2 separate regions of the Sus scrofa genome follow, and region 1 is linked to region 2. Evidence: chromatin contacts called from public Hi-C data. All regions are on one chromosome and are shown on one strand. The core of a region is the stretch at or near the end of the contact, and the rest is flanking DNA. Distances in the headings are between cores, read along the strand shown. Region 1 overlaps KIAA1217 (sickle tail protein homolog). Region 2 overlaps LOC102166141 (a long non-coding RNA gene).

Evidence for each region. Hi-C and Micro-C count contacts between places; a contact is called where the count stands out from the background.
Region 1: a contact with region 2 is called in a Hi-C map of liver, with 9 times the contacts expected there. The contact joins two enhancer-like sites. A contact is called at or near these places in 2 of 47 Hi-C or Micro-C datasets (embryonic fibroblasts and liver).

What each region holds. Positions count from the first base shown.
Region 1 is chr10:50,861,909-50,864,878 of Sscrofa11.1, forward strand. The region is part of intron 3 of KIAA1217 (sickle tail protein homolog); the gene reads right to left. Among named protein-coding and RNA genes, the nearest start is that of KIAA1217, 170 kb to the right of the region's middle. Within about 2 kb of position 1,268, at least 32 of the 83 cell types and tissues checked have an H3K27ac peak or open chromatin away from gene starts, as enhancers often do. A contact at or near this core is called in liver, where this site is marked.
Region 2 is chr10:50,264,081-50,266,920 of Sscrofa11.1, forward strand. The region is part of intron 3 of LOC102166141 (a long non-coding RNA gene); the gene reads left to right. LOC102166227 (a long non-coding RNA gene) reads right to left here. Exons shown (of 4, transcript XR_002336361.1): 2 at 2,107-2,840; 3 at 1,775-1,969; 4 at 1-455. Among named protein-coding and RNA genes, the nearest start is that of THNSL1, 45 kb to the right of the region's middle. Within about 2 kb of position 1,386, at least 6 of the 83 cell types and tissues checked have an H3K27ac peak or open chromatin away from gene starts, as enhancers often do. A contact at or near this core is called in liver, where this site is marked.

The DNA.
Region 1 (2,970 bases), core at 18-2,517, 600 kb after region 2:
CCCAGCGCTCCTCCCACCCCCTAAATACGCCAAAGGAGGGATTATTCAAGCGGAAAAATGATTAAGCTCCCAGGTTTATCTCCAGGCACAGGCTGCCTGAAGTGAGAGCAAGGATGCATCTCCTCCACGGAGCAGGAGTGGTTTGAGCCCTGGTCCAGGTCCGCGCCTGGAAAGGGCTCCAGTGACACACTGCGCATGTGCAAAAGCAAAGCCTGGGAGCCGGGCCTTCCCGACTCCACCCCTTCTGGGCTGTGTAGCTGGAGGTCACCCCAGTGTTCCTGGGCTCCTGGGGTGACAAACAGGGCAGCTACTGGGGTAGCTACTGGGCACCCCCTCAACTCAGTAATCAAGATAAATAATATTTTTATGAGATATTTTTAAAAAAAATCAAAACTCATGCAATAATCCATGATGAACCAGCTATGGCTTTTGGGGGGAGGGGGAAGAGGGGAAGCGGGGCGGGCTTGCAGCATGCAGAACTTCCTCAGCAAGAGATCAAACTCGTGCCACGGGCAACGATGACACCATATCCTTAACCTGCTAGGTCACCAGGGAACTCCCCAACTATGACAATTTAAAATAAACACAAGAGCAACAGGACATAGGGGTCAGAGTTCCTGTGGTGGCTCAGCGGTTAACCAACCCGACTAGGATCCATGAGGATGCGGGTTGGATCCCCAGCCTCGCTCAGTGGGTTAAGGATCAGCCTTGCGGTGAGCTGTGGTGTATGTAGGTCGCAGAAGTGGCATGAATCTGGCATGGCTGTGGTGTAGGCTGGCAGGTACAGCTCTGATTGGACTCCTAGCCTAGGTACCTCCATATGCCATGGGTGTGGTCCTAAAAAGAAAAATAATAATAATAATAACTTAAAAAACAAAACAAATCAAAACAGGACTTAGGCGGAGATCTTAACATTTTGTGGATTAAGGTAAAATGACATTGTATAGATCCCAAAAGAAACCCAGGGCTCCCAGGTGGTGCCAAGAATGGATTTGCAGGAGGTCACAGCTCGGTTTCCATCTGCAGCCTGTGAGGCCACTCCTAGCAGGGCTTCACCACCGAGATGCTGGGATACATCCGCTCTCCCCGTCCCGGGCTTTCTGGGGAGCCTGCTCTTCCCCAGGAGCCGGTGTTGTGGTTCAGTAAAGCCAGGCACACGGGGATTTTCCCCGAACACAAGGCTAGCCTGGCAGGGGGACTGTGTTTAGACGCTCCCTGACTCACAGTTTCCTGTTTACTTCCTATCAAGGCTTGTGATAGGAAGGCTTGGTGAATTACAGCACGAAGGCCAGGTGCGGCCGGGAGGACATTCCCAAACGAGCCACAGAGAGCGGTCAAGGGCAGCGCCAAGCTGCTGGCCCAGTGCCAGCCTCATTTTCTGGCACTAAGCTCCCCTCGCTGGGGCAAACTTTTCATTCCTCTCCTCTCCGTGTGTTCCTTTGTTTCTATGCAGGAGTTGTAGAAATCACTGGCCAAAAAGTTCCTCCTGGAGCTGGAAGAACAAACACATCCTATGCATTTTCTTCATTTGCTGTGACTCCCCAGAACTTCACAGCAAGGTGTGCTCAGAGTAAAACTAAGCGTTTTGCAGAAGCACAGCCACCCCATGAGAAAACACTAGCCACCCTCAGCAATTCCTAGGGCAAGGCTGCCATCAGCTCCTGCAGGCCCTGGGAAGCTGCGGTATCTACCTGCCATCAGCTCCTGCAGGCTCCTTCCGGAAGCTGCGGTATCTACCTGCATTGCCAAGTGCACTTGGCTATGGAGGGAAATTCCTGCCTGCAAGACAAAGGGTCCATTATTCAGCAGGCTCGCTGTTCCCCAGGTATGGGGGAAGGCGCTTAGGCATTTGTTCTTATCTTCATTCTATTTTGCAAAGCACAGGCTATCTTTACACAGACCTGAACCTCGTTCATTTCCTACCAAGCACAAAGGAGAAATTCCATTCCTTGGCTGCCTCCTGTGCTCTTGCCTCAAGCATGAGGAGGGTTAAAAGAACACAAAGCTCTGTAATCCAGATGGAAAGCCCCAGCTTGTGTCACCTGGACACTGCCCAGGCCCTGTGTGTTCCCAGGGTGCACCACGCCCCTGCAAATACTGTGCCTTCATTTGTAAATGGGGTGAATAGGAACTGGAGGGACTTCCCACTTCTGCCCTTTAATCAACTGCGACCTCAAAAAACAAGAGCAGATTCTCTGTGGCTTTCTTCTCTCATTCGTCAAACGAGGACCCTGAGTTATTACTCTGAGATGAAGTATACACAATTTAATGTTAAAAATTAATCAACAATGCAAAAATAATAGGGGATTTTGTTTTGGTTGCTTTTTTGTGGTTTTGTTTTGTTTTGTTTTGAGAGCAGCCAGGACAATGTCTGAACCCAGTCTGCTCTGATTATCACCTGCAACTGAGGAAACAAAATCAGGCTACCTCTCGATTCTCTTTTCTTCTATAAGGAAGGCATTTGTTCGGTTTTAAGAGGCAGAATTCAGCTGTCTTCTGCAGGGACAGGACCCTGAAGCCTTTTGTAGGTTGATCCTGTTCCTGTCCCCTCCTTTCCCCCAGCCCACATGTCTGCAAACACAGGTACTGAGTCAGCACCTTGAGATCGCAGGTTAAGCATTTGAAACACAAACATGATTTGCGAAAAGGTCTAAATCTTCACGGCTGATACCGTTTGTTAAAGGGCCAGGAAAACCAGCAAAGCAAGATAGCAAGTGAATATTCAATACGAAAAAGCAAATGATAAGTGGCGAGGGCAGAAAGCTAGAGTCCTGCTTTTCTTTGAAGCTTGTTGAAAGGCAAGGCTATGCCAAATTCTTGCCAAGTCATTCCACTCGCTTATGAGGTGGTGGGGAGAAGAGCCCCGTGTATCTGGCTTTCATTACCAGTCGTTACCCACATTGCACCTCTTCTTCTTGGCCATTCATGTCCCTCCCCGGACTGTCAGACAGTGAAGAGGGGCTCATGCCT
Region 2 (2,840 bases), core at 136-2,635:
CCTCTTTCCTCCTACCTCGGTGATCACCTAGCAGTTGCTTCATCCATCTCTGACCTCAGCCACACACAAAGGTAGTTCACCTTTTTAGCAGGCAAGTGAAGCAAAAGTCTTTTTCCTTCAAAATTATAACTCCTCCTGTAACCGATTTCTGCAGTTTTGTGTTAAAGAGACATTTCTTGGGAGTCTTCAAATGTCCCCTATTAAAACGCCACAGATGTATGAGGGGAAAGTATGTTATAGTATTATTTACAGTAGCAAAATCATAAGGAGACTAGTTGCCCCATACCGAGGGAATAGAAGAATGAACAATGATGAAGCCACAGGATGTGATATGATGACAACTTTAAAATCATGCTTTAGGAGGCCCCAGGTGGCTCAGTGGGTTAAGGATCCCAGCATTGTCACTGCTGTGGCACAGGTGATTCCTGGCTCAGGAACTCTTCCTCTTGCTATAGCTGCAGGAAAAAAAAAAAAAAAAAAAATTAAACCATGCTTTAATAATTATTTTATTTTTATTTTTGGCTGCCTCAAGGCATATGGACTTCCCGGGCCAGGAATCAGATCCAAGCCACAGCTGCAATCTATACTGCAGCTATGGCAACGCTGGATTCTTCAATCCACCGTGCCAGACCAAGGACCAAACCTGCATCCTGGCGCTGCAGAGACACTGCCAATCCTGTTGCACAGTGGGAACTCCAGTAATAATTTTAATGACATAAGAAATGATTGCCAAATAGTGTTAAGTGGAGATCTGATATTAAAAAGTGATCTCAATTTTTTTTTTCTTTTTATGGCCACACCTACAGCATATGGAAGTTCCTGGGCTAAGGGTCGAATCGGAGTCACAACTGCCATGGCAATACCAGATCCTTAACCCACTAAGCGAGGCCAGGCATCCTCACAAATACTGGGTCAGGTTCTTAACCCACTGAGCCACAGCAGGAGCTACATTATCTCAATTTTTTAATTTAAAAAAAAAAAAAAGCAGAGGCATCAAAATTCTGAGATCCGTATCTCTGAAAGGTAGAGTTACAGAGGAACTTATATTTCATCTAATTTCTTGTATTTTCAAAAAAAAAAATCCTGTTAACGTGAATATGTATTAATTTTATAATCACAGTTTATTTGTATCTATCACTATTCCCAAGAAAAGTGATAGTTTGCCTTTTGTAATTATCCCAAAAAGGGGGGGAGGTTTAAACAGTTAACCAAGAGCAAGAAATGGTTGGCAGGAGAAGGCAGGGGCAGGCATGCAGGGAGGGGTGGGGAGAGAGTCGGGGGATGAGAAGGAAAAATTGAGAAACAATCTTTTTCCTACCACCACGGTGGTAGTAGGACATTAAGGCCTCATTCCACCTGCCTCCCTGGGAGGAGGGCAGTGCTGGGCCCAGCCAATCACTGTTCTCCTGGGTCAGAAGTCAGGAAAAAAGAATGACATTATTGAAGATCTTGCCTAGAGAAAACAAGGCCTTCAATTAGAGACAGATTAATACATGGACTTTGAGATCTTTGTTTTGATGGTTCTGCAAGGTAAAGAGAACCGGAAAAATTAGTTACCATTTCAAGTTTTATTTTGACTCTGCTCAGCTCAATTCGCATTGATTGTAAATGGCCCAAATAATGTTTAATAAGCTCTAAATGGCTTTCTGTCCTTCACAGAACTCATTTGGTCATTTACAGGTGTCTGTGATGGGGCGTGTTTGATATATAGAAAGACATTTGTATTGTGTACCATGAAGTGAATATGTTTAGCAGGGAAGAAAAGGAACATTACCTGGTAAAGTGATGTCAGCAGGAAATTTCTACCTGGATGAGGGCGCATTTCAAGCATTTATTACTATTTGAAAGAAAGCTTAGAGGTATCTCTTCCAGATAGATACAGGAAGTCCTTCTTTGAGCTAATTTCCTTCCAAGATTTTTGCTAGGCTAACAGGCAATCCAGAGAGGCAGTGTCTTGAAGGAAAATGATCTGGAGAGAAAGAGGCAAGAAAACGAGAATGGCTGATTAGGACCATCAGTAAACAGGTGAAGGAGTACCTGGGATTTATCTAGTGAACTATGCGAATCTCAACAACAAGTGTGCCAGCTGCTTGAACAGTATCTTACCTGGAGAAGGGCTCCATGGAATGAGAAAAGGTTGTCAGGGTCTGAAAGTGAATGGGGAAGGGAAGGTAGGTGACGAAAATATGCAGACTAAATAATGGCTTTACCAATGGAAAGATTTGTGAAGCTAAAAAGATCAATCCAAGATTATAAGTAATGAGCAAAAAAACATAGAAAGTTGTAGAAGACAAAGAGTTCCGCCCAAAGCGCCTGAAAGCCCAGCTACTTGGTAAGAACTTGGCGCCCTCCAGTGATGAATCCGAAATCCCATTCCCTGTTGTCCTCACCCTGCCTTCAAGCCATGGCCCCCAGTGGGGACAGCGGAACCATGAGAGCCATTGCATTGGCCACGTGGACTCATCTCTAGACTTTGCACTTGTAAATGGTTCCTCTGTTGCTCTCCAACTTTCTTATCTCTTTGTGGTGGATCTTATTGATCTGCCTGGACTCATAATTGTAAATGATTAACTGGCGGAAACTGAATGCCTAATCCTTTTGGCAGTTTCCCCAAACAGATACTTTCCCTCAACAGCCAATATTGTGCCCGTTTATCAGAGAAGCTTTTCTTTCAGATTGTAAGATTGGTCCCTTTGGAAAGTGCCTTTTTATTTTATGTATTCATTTCTTCAGCTCAAAGAATTGCTGTGCTGTGGTTGCTTCAGGGTCCCACGTAAGAGCCAAGTCATAGTGCCTCAATGCGGTTATCACAGGCTCCTTTGGAGGCTGATGGAGGAACC